Regions from separate parts of the Mus musculus genome. Here region 1 is linked to region 2. Evidence: chromatin contacts called from public HiChIP or PLAC-seq data. All regions are on one chromosome and are shown on one strand. The core of a region is the stretch at or near the end of the contact, and the rest is flanking DNA. Distances in the headings are between cores, read along the strand shown.

What was found. HiChIP or PLAC-seq counts read pairs in DNA pulled down with a chosen protein or histone mark.
Region 1: an H3K27ac HiChIP or PLAC-seq map of epiblast stem cells shows a contact between it and region 2. The contact joins the enhancer-like site here to the promoter of Xkr6 in region 2. A contact is called at or near these places in 4 of 39 promoter capture datasets (the 3T3-L1 cell line, 3T3-L1-derived adipocytes, the HPC-7 cell line and 1 more), 7 of 484 Hi-C or Micro-C datasets (the G1E-ER4 cell line, the HPC-7 cell line, the N1E-115 cell line and 2 more), 4 of 115 datasets of contacts at active chromatin or transcription factors (the HPC-7 cell line, embryonic stem cells and epiblast stem cells) and 2 of 9 other capture datasets (liver and pancreatic islet).

What each region holds. Positions count from the first base shown.
Region 1 is chr14:63,651,130-63,656,106 of GRCm38.p6, reverse strand. All of the region lies in intron 1 of Xkr6 (X-linked Kx blood group related 6), which reads right to left. Gm38524 (a long non-coding RNA gene) reads right to left here. Exons shown (of 3, transcript XR_383495.4): 1 at 1-4,977. Among named protein-coding and RNA genes, the nearest start is that of Gm38524, 4.1 kb to the right of the region's middle. Within about 2 kb of position 1,851, at least 25 of the 459 cell types and tissues checked have an H3K27ac peak or open chromatin away from gene starts, as enhancers often do. A contact at or near this core is called in the G1E-ER4 cell line, the HPC-7 cell line, the N1E-115 cell line and 3 more, where this site is marked.
Region 2 is chr14:63,602,806-63,607,958 of GRCm38.p6, reverse strand. It overlaps Xkr6 (X-linked Kx blood group related 6), which reads right to left and starts at 1,429. Exons shown (of 3, transcript NM_173393.2): 1 at 675-1,429. The coding sequence starts at 1,429. It overlaps Gm15918 (predicted gene 15918), which reads left to right and starts at 240. Exons shown (of 2, transcript NR_167937.1): 1 at 240-1,000.

The sequences.
Region 1 (4,977 bases), core at 602-3,101, 48 kb before region 2:
TCTCATCTATCTGTGTAATGTTTTCTCCCAATCAGAGGCTTAAACTGACAGCTAACGTACTATTAAACACACAGCTAACTAAGTACACACTAAGTATACTAATAGGCAGGACTTTTAAAAGACACACATGAAAATGTATATAAAGTGAGATGACACTTGATGCTCCCCAGAAGACTAGCCCTGACCAGCTAGCTGTATCTTCACCAGTAGCTGTCACAAATGCAGCTATGTCACTATTACATACCTCGAGTTTAAACACACTAGATACAAACTACTTCTAAATAACAAAAACAACCAAACAATAGCAGCCAGAATTCAAAATCTAAATGAAATTTTTGGGAAAACTTTTAATACCACCATCCTAGATGGACACAGTCTGCATCAGCCAGCAGCTCCCACAACCACCGTGGAATCACAGACGCCCAACTGTCTGAAACCACATACAACACTAATAATGTTTGGCATACTAGGAACATCAAGCAGAAAAAATAAACATGCAGGTATGTTCTTTATAGCTATAAAATAGGCAACTTACTCGAGTGCTGTATTGATTCAGGATTTTAAACTTTAAGCCCACATACTCTATGATGCTCTACACACACACACACACACACACACACACACACACACACACACTATTACAGCATTATTCCCAAGTTATAAAATTACCCCAGGCATCAGCCAACAGATAAATGAACAAATACATACACAACGGAATTTTATTCAGTCATAAAGAAAAGTGAAATTTTGTTACATAAGTCACATTCAGAAAAACAGGTGAGCATTCTCTTAGATGTGGAATCTAAATTCAAAACAGGATAAAAGGTCGAAGGGGGGAGTGTTTGTGATCAGCATAGAATGGGTGCAAGAAAGGATAATGGGAGTGATTACACGTTATCAAATAGCATAAGGAAACAACATTTGATAATTTTTTTAAAAAGTTGGGCTAGCAAGATGGCTCAATGGATGAAGGTGCTCGCCACCAAGCCTGATGACCTGAGTTCAATTCTGGAGCTCACGAGACAGAAGGAGGAAAGCACAGACTTCTGCAAGTTGTCATCTGACCATCAAGCATATACCATGGCACATGTGCCACTCACACAATCAATTAATCAATTAATCAATCAATATGATGAAAAATGTAGGCCCATGCTTCACAGAATAGCAAAACAATTTATATCATCCTATCTTGAGCAGGATGTGTTAGATACATGTGGAGACAACAAACTGAACCCCACTAATATTTACAGCCATACGTTGGCTCCTCAACAGAATGAGAATACATCTGTCATGGCTCAAGAAAGTCCTGCAACTGATCGTTCAACTGGTTAAGCAATGACAGAAACCAAGTTCCACCCACACAAGAACCCTTTAGGGTTGGCTGAGGTGAGACAAGAATGAGAAGCAGAGGGAGAAGGCAGCACTGGGAGCCACAGGAGAAGGACGGCAGGGCAAAGGCTAGAGCTACAGCAGGTTGGCTGCCCTGGTCCTGGGGTCTGGCACGTAATGAAATACAGCGTGCTCTGAGCGATTATCCTCGAGACGGCAACACCAGAGTGGAGCTGAGTCAGCACACAGTGGAGGGAAGGCAGACCAGCAAGCCACCCATGTGAGAAGCCTTGGCAGAGGCATGGCAGCAGGGCACAATTTTCACGGCATATCAAGGCCAACATTTCTAGGGATGGTGGTGGTTAAAGTGTTTAAATAAGGGAGCTGGGGAACGTAACACATTAAGGTCTCCAAAACACAATTCTATGGTTGCATATGAGAATAATTACTGCAGAGCAGATGGCGGGCCGCTTCCTAGGCAGGAAACACAGAACTGATAAGCTTCACTGCAGAGTCATAATGACCACGCTCTGGAGTCTGTCGCTCCCCAGGAAAGATCAATACAGCTTCCTGAGAACAACACAAAGGCACCGTGCATAAAAACTGCAATGCTACATCAAGAGACAGGAAATGCCAGACACACTGTCCCCCATTAACCAACAGCTTGGAGCTAGGCAGAGTTAAATAAATAAATAAATAAATAAATAAATAAATAAATAAATAAATAAGCAAGCAAGCAAGCAAGCACACAGGTAAAAGATGTAGTGTCATTAGAAAAATGACCAGTAACAATAGGCAGGGTGGAAGGGTGGGCCTGGACGGACATTTACCATCAGAAGGAAGACTCACAAATCCCCAGCAGACACACCTACCTACTTTCATGTTCCTCTTGTGGCTGCTGAAATTGCTCTTGTGACTTCAACATAATAAAGAAAGTAGTCTCAATTCAAATTGCACAGAAATTTCAAGTTCCAAAGAAATGTCTACGCTGTTATCACTTCCAAAGTTGTAACATTTCATTGCATCCCCTGAAGCACTCCTTACTAGCAAAGCTTGAGTAAATGACCTATTTTCTGAGAGGAACAACTAAGTGATAAATGTTATTAAGTTACTACAATTAAATCTTTGACATCTAATCCTATGAAACCCATCTCCCTAAACCAATGCACCCTCACAACAAAAAAGTTTGGTAAAGTACCTTCCCCTCTCTGCAAGCTTTAAAAGCACAGATTACACAGAGAACAGATACTGAGCTAATTAAGGCCTGTGGGGCGTGGGTGTATGCTCGACACAGGCCCTTGACCAGAAGCAGAGTCCTGCAGTTGAGGTTGACGTCACCTCCTTCCAAGATTCAACCTCAGAAGGTGTCTGCTGTGCAAAGAGAATGGCAAACCCTGAGTCTCCCAGTTACGAAGGACATAAACCTAGTCTTCCTAAACTCAGCCAGTGCTGGACTCCCATGTCTTCTTGTGGCCACCCTTTCCCTGGAGAACCACTTCAGAGCAGCCCTTAGAAACTGGTCTACCCACCCTGTTGTTATGTTAATGGATTCACTCAGAGGCTGACTCACCTGCTGTGTCATTCAGTAAGTCCCCAAGTCCAGCCCCTTGAAAGTGTTAAAGATCATCTGGGACCCAGCTTCTCTCTGCATCAGCACACAGGGATGGATTAGCTCCAGAGACCTCCCAGCTGGTCAGGCTTGGTGTGCACATCTGGCCATGTCCACTAGAACAATTTCTCTGTTGTTTTCAATCTTTTTTTAAAGGGAGACTCCTTGTGTCCCAAGATCTCCAGCACATCTTCTGAATACTTAGTCTCCACTGAGACGCATATGGAGTCTGTGGAGGGGCCCCTTCACTGACTGTGAAGAAAGGGCATCAGGCAGGCATTGAGAGTGGGTAGCTGTGAACCAGTCCTGCTCCTCAAATGCACTCACTTCCTTTTCTACATTTCCATCATGGTGGAACACCACAGTTGATGCTCACCAACTGAGCACATGCCAGCACAAGCCCTAAACCTCACTACTGTGGGTTAAATAAATCCTTTCCTTTAAAATACAAAGTCCCGGGGCTGCAGAGATGGCTCCAGGGTTAAGAGTACTTCAACCTTTTCAGAGGACCAGAGTTACCCACCCATACCCAGCAGTCACCCCACCTATAACTCCATCCCCAGGATCTGACACCCTCTTCTGGACCCTGTGGGTTCCCACACATCTCTCTCTCTCTCTCTCTCTCTCTCTCTCTCTCTCTCTCTCTCTCTCACTAATCTCTTGAATTTCTTTAATAAAAAAATAAAATACACAGCCTCTGTTATGCCTTGACCACAGTTGTATCAGCCAGTCACTGGCCGGGAAAAGAGTTCCAGCCTGACTGTCTGAAATGAACCTGGATCTCCTTTTCACTTACACAGACTCCAGCTAGGTTCTGCCCCACCTGAAAGATAAAGTGGTACAGGGAGGGCAGATTATAAAGTCAAGTTCCCACCAAGACAAAGGAGGCATCAGGCAGATTGAAAGGTTACCCATATTCACTGTAGGTATATGGAGTTGAAGGTTTGCATTGTCCAGTAATTTCTGCCTCCTGATACTGGCTCTGACCTCTTGATCTAAAGAGAGAAGCCACAATCCTCGGCTGTGCTATAAGCTGGACACATGGAGACCCTACTCTATTCTCCTTCCCCATCCTCAACTCCCTTCCCCATCCACACACCTACTCTGTGCTTTACCATCTGATCCTTCTTCCAGTCAGCAACCCTCATAAAATGTCCAGGATCCTGTTATGATGGCTAATGCCAGGTTCACCACACTGAACACATTTCTATGAACAAGACAATACCACTACGGTGCTTCCCTGCTTGTGTCCAATGGCCTGCAGCCTGCTAGGAACTTCAGCCTTTCTGTATTTCTTACAACCAACAGATAGGTCTGGCCTCTGACAAGCGCTACCTTGACACTTAAGGCAAAAGAAAGGAGAGAAGGGATGTTCAGGTGTCCTGGCACTCAGAAGACTGAAGCCAGAGAGCTGGTGGGGAAGGCAGCCTGTGCTATGCAGCAAGCACCAGGCCAGCTAGAGCTACAGAGCTATCTAGATCTCCTCTCAAAACAAAGAAAACAAGAGGGAAGGAAATAGAAGGGAGGGAAGGAGGTCAGAAAAAAAGAATAAAACTCTTTCATTCATGTTTTAGTTCATTTTCCATTTTCCTGGTTGTCAAAATAAAAATCCAAACTAAGGAAAGTCTCACATATGTTTACTATCAGGCTTGCACATCAGGGCTATGTCTCCTGAGAAAAGCACTCTCTGTCCCCAAAGAGGACTACAGTAACTTGAACTTCTAAGAAGCTGACATCCTCTCGGACTCCATTTGAGCTATCTCTGAACTCCCTTGTTATGGACTCTACCCAGAATGCAGGGCTTAGTGAGTAACATTGAAGGGACGAGTCCTGTAACCAGTAACTACCACTCTTCCCAGCAAACAACCTTGTTGGAGATTGGTACACAATCCCAGGAAGCCAGATAACTGATTCAATTGCTTAACGCACCCTTTTCATGAGAGCAAGCCACAGAGGGACCAACATGATCATGAAACGCTTGTTTATTGAACACAGAACCCAGAGCAAGCAGTTCCCTAAAATACATTTAACGGCACAGG
Region 2 (5,153 bases), core at 180-2,679:
ATTTTCCAGAGGTGAGAGTTAACAGCAAACGCTTGCTGCCACTAGATACCATCTCATTTTTTTTCCCTGTCACTGCGAAAAGGGCACATCTATTCCGGAAAGAAAAAAAAAGTCATTTTTTTTCCTTCAAGGAGGGCAGCGGTGTGGAGCAGCGGTGTTTGCAGGGGCTGGGGCTGCAGGAGGAGGAGGGGCGTGAAAGGAAGGAGTGCTTTAAGGAGAGGCAGCTAGGGTTTTTCCACAGGGCCCCACACCGGCCACTGCAGAGAGAAAACAGGAGTGGGGGGGGGGAGGAAATGTCCCTCGGGGAGGATGGGGGTAGGGGGGAAGGCCAAGTGCAACCGGCTGAAGGAGGCCAGGTCTCCTCCAGGATGCAAACGAGCGCCAGTTACCTTGGGACACAGCGGGGGGGGGAAAGGGGGCAACCAGGATGGAGGTCTGCAGAGGAGAGGCGGGAGGGTAGAGGCAGGGTCTTCTCCAAGTGCAACCCAGGGACGGAGATGGACAAACAGCAGGACCTAGGGCCTCCCCCGGGCCAAAAGGCGTGGCCAGGCAACCTATAGACCGTCCCGAGATGCTAAGACAGCGCACGGCTACCCCCGGCTCAACCTAGCCCAGACTGTCCGAGGGGCCCGCGCGCGGCCGCAGCCCCCGCCCCCAGCCCGCAGTGCTCTTACCTCCACACCTGCCCCATCTGCAGCAGGTGGATGACCGACTGCCAGATCCACACGGAGAGGCGGCACAGACGCTGCGCCCCCGGGGTGGCCGAGCCCCCCGCACCCGGGCCGCCGCGGGCCGCGCCGTGGCCGTAGCCGGCCCCCATCATTGGGGGTCCCCGGCTGCTGAGCCCCTCCACGGCGCCTAGCCCGCCGCCCGTGTAGTCCTGCACGAACCAGCGGAAGCTCAGGCTCTGCACCAGCAGCGACGGCACCAGCACGAAGAACAGGGTCAGCCCGAAGCAGCCGTAGTCCCCCTTGCGGTAGTAGTCGAGGGCCAGCCACAGGTCGGTACCCACGTCCCCGAAGAACACCAGCAGCGCGAGCACGATCCACAGGCAGTCAAGCCACGGCCGCTCCACCTGCGGCGACGCGGGCTGCGGTCGGCCGGCCGAGGGCGTCGGGGGGTGGCGGCCGGCGGCCCCGGGCGGCTGCAGCGGCTGGTCCCCCCCGTCGGCGGCGGCGGCGCTGCGGCGCGGCTTCTTGCCCAGCAGCGAGCGCAGGCAGGCGGAGCGGCAGCCCCAGTAGCACGAGGAGGTGTTGCAGCAGTGGCAGATGTGCAGCGAGCTGCTCTCGCCGGGCTCGCTGCCGTCGCCGCCGCCGCAGCCGCCTCCCCCGGGCTCCCCGTCCTCCTCGCCGCTGCCCACCGCCTCGTCCAGGTTGTGCAGCTGGGCGAAGCCCACCCCCACGCCACCGCCATCGGATTTCGCCGCCATCTTGACTCTCTTCCCAGCTCCGGAGGTTGGGGGGGAGGGACGGGTGGGGGGAGAAGGCAGGGACCGGGGAGGGGGGGAACGAATGGAGAGGAAGGGGGGCGGGGAGGAAGCGGGGAGCAGACGAACGGGGGGAGTGGGCCAGGGAACCCCCTCCGCTTCCGGGCGGGCGGCGTCACTTCCGGGCGAGCCCCCCAATCGCACGGCGCCCGCAGCCTCCTGGCCCTACCCTACCGGCCAAGATGGCCGCCCTCCTGTGCCTCAGCTGCTGGGCGGGGGGCCGGGGGGTTCTCCCCGCCAGGGCTCCCCGTCCCCTCTTCCGTTGACCCCGAAACCCATCAGGTTGACCCCTCGGCGTTTCAGAATCCCGCTGGGTTGAGTGAGACGGTCCAAAGTGTTCCCTGGAGGAGGCAGTGCCAGACGTTTTGGGGTCCCCTTCCTCTGCGTCGCAGCTCTCAGCTTTGCTCTGGGAGAAACGCCCCCTAACACCCTCCCGGCTGCGGGCAGAGGGGCGGGACCTTTGAGGGAAGGGGAGGAGCTAGTGAAAAGCAGGTGATTACTTGTCACTTCCGGGAGATAGGATGACCTCATTGTGTAGTTAGACACCCCCCTCCCCCCCACCAAAATGGCTGTGTCTCACCTCTGGCTGGATAACCCCCCCTTCATCCGTGTTAGTTTCTTATTTTGAGGGGCTCTAAAAATAATGACATAAGTCAATAAGAGTCCACAAACTTACTGATTCTCACTTCTGTTTAGACATCTTTCATCTTTATTGACCCCCTAATTTTCCTGTCACTTGATAACTTTCCCATATTTTGTAATAAAGTTTCCAACTTTCCCTCAAGAAAATTCTAGGCAAAATTTAGCTAGAAATCAGCCTGGTTGCCTCTTTCCTGTTGTAGCAAGAACTAAATGGGCATCTTGTGACCTTGAGTGTTTTCTGCACAGTCAAACATGTTTTTACCTACTTTTTTTTGTTTGTTTTAGCGTGATTTTAAAACTCTCTAAAGACCTTCATTTGGGAAAAAAAAAAAAAAAAAAAAAAAAAAAGCTTTAAGCTGTATGTATCAATTACTTGTTCAGGCAATTTGAATGTGTGAAACTTGTCTTTGCCAGTGTTTTGGGGGGTGCTAAGGCTCTGTTAGTAAACATGGCTTTAAATGAGTGAAAATGTTATTAATGTGCTATATCATTAAAATAGGTGCAGAGTATTTGAGCTTCACTAACAAATTGTATAAATGAGGCAGCACTGAATGGATTTGAATTACAATGCTCTTTCAGTGGAAGACAGCAAACTACTTAGTTGTTATTGATGAGTTATTTTAAAGAAGTATTTTAAAGAAAAAGTGAAAAAGAAAACACTGGAATTTTCTCATCAACCTCTGTAGATTGTTTTTATCCAATTTTTTTCAGTAATCTAAGAATGGCAATAATGGGTTTTTTTGTTTTGTTTTTTGTTTTGTTTTTTTTGGAATGCTAACAAGACAAATAGGTAATATGTTTATAGCATTGAGGTTCTGAAGAAAAAAACTACTTTGACAACTTATGACATTTAACCCTATAGGATCTACTTCAGTTTCTAGAGTGACTGGGAAAGAAGAGAATACCCTATTGCAGAACACAAGTTTTCATGAGTATATCATGCCAAGATAAAATGTATAAAAACTGAAAAACTATGTAAAGAATTTTACCCATACATTACAGAAAGTGATTCTAAAATCTACTTTGTGAAAGAAATCATATAACTGCATCTTTTACTTTTTGCTATAGTTTAATCCTTTTACTTTCTATGGTAATAAAACAGCACTAACAGGTAAAATATTATTTCTGCATATAGGTGAAAGACTGTTTCTTTGCTGGAGTTGAAACAACACCTTGGGGGCTGGAGAAATGGCTCACAGGTTAAGAGCACTGGCTGCTCCTCCAGAGGACCTTGGTTCCCTTCTCAACACCCACATGGCAACTCACAACTGTCTCTAATCCAAGTTTCAGGGGACCTGGCATCCTCATGCAGACATAAATGCACATAAAAATAAATCTTTTCAAAAAGAAAAAAGGAACAGCAGTGAAATAACATCTTAAACCATGGGTTGCACACAGTTGCTCAGACATGAATTCTTGTTCCATTAAAGTGGTATGTGAATAACATAAACCAGATAATCTCTTTAAACCTCAGTTGATGTCTTCATATCATGGAATATATGCTTTCTTTGAAACTGTGCTCAGTAATAATCTATTTAAAGCTTCCAACATGATACCTCATAGGCAGTAAACAAATGGTAACTAACTGCCTGTGTTATTGTTGCCCTTACTGTTACTGTTATATTGGTATCACCCCAATATATATCTAGTTAAACCCTATTAAGTAAATTTATTGGCACTAATATAAGAAAGCATTTTGAAATATTTCCAGGAAATAAGTGCAATTAATTTGTACTTTTAAATATATTTTCTTTATTTAAATCTGGGACTACGAAATGAGATACAAAAGCAGGCAGTAACGGCATATTTATGATCCTTATTTCTCTGTGCTCTGAAAGAATAGCATCTACAGGTGAAATTAGCTAAGTAATTTACACTCACACTCGCTAAGGCTGACAAAAGAGACAATGAGTCAAAAAGTGTCAAATTGAAGTTTCAGGTAGATACATGATTCAGTCTTTGCAAGTGATTTCAATTTTGTAATTGCTGGCTCAACAATTTTATCTTTCTATCTTTTTTGTCTTTTGGTTTTTTTTGGGTTTTTTTTGTTTTTTGTTTTTTGTTTTTTTTTGAAAAGGGGGGCATGCATACATTCTCCAATCCAGAAGGCTCTAAAATTAAAGTCAGTAACAGTGATAATAAACCTATCTTTAGTAAAAGATTTATATGAGATTTTGGACTATTTGGTGGAAGATACAATTTAACCCAGAGTTTTAGGTCAGTTAAATATTCTGTGCATGTTTAGCACTGTGTCAGTATTGAACACATAGGCATTGGATAGATGAAAGTGTTAATGGCTAATTTTCTGGGTAACTAAGATTTAAAATTGTGTTAACAAAAAATTAGAGTTTATATTTTATTATGTGAATCTTTATAAAATCATTGGAGTGTTACAGAGACAATTCAACCCTTTATGTAAATCACAGAAAGAAGAGTAAGTTAAAAAAAAAAAAAGTTACTCATTGTCCTGTTTTCAATATAAGGGCAATAGTTAACCTTTTAATTTGAGGTCTATTGATTTGCTATTTTGGTACTTGGGATTAAAACTCAAGACCTCATACATGCTAAGCACATGCTTTTCCTAGCTAGTTAACCCTTTCTTGACAGCTTGGCTTTAAGATGGCCTTGTGCTAAGAGGCTGCTTAGACCTAGTAGGCACCTTTATTATAGGTACTAGTGTGGCTTTTTCCTAATCTCTTTTTTTAGCCTTTGCTTTCTATAACTCAGTCAGTTAACAGTTTGATCCTATGCTTCTACTACTATGTAGACTGAAAAGCTAAACAACAAAGCGTGTTCCAATTGCATGTAAATTAATTCTAAATACTTTCTAAGAGCCTTTTGAGTATTGTAAGGTGGTTTTACTATATAGAAGTTGTGACTTAAATCTTATTTGGAAGTACTTGGGGTTTTCCTTAAATTTTGGGGTTTTCTTAATTCTTGGCTATTTTCAGAAAAGCAAAGAAGAAACTTAGTGTTGAAGCCTATCATGTACTAAACACTCTCCTAACTATTGTTCCTTTTAAAT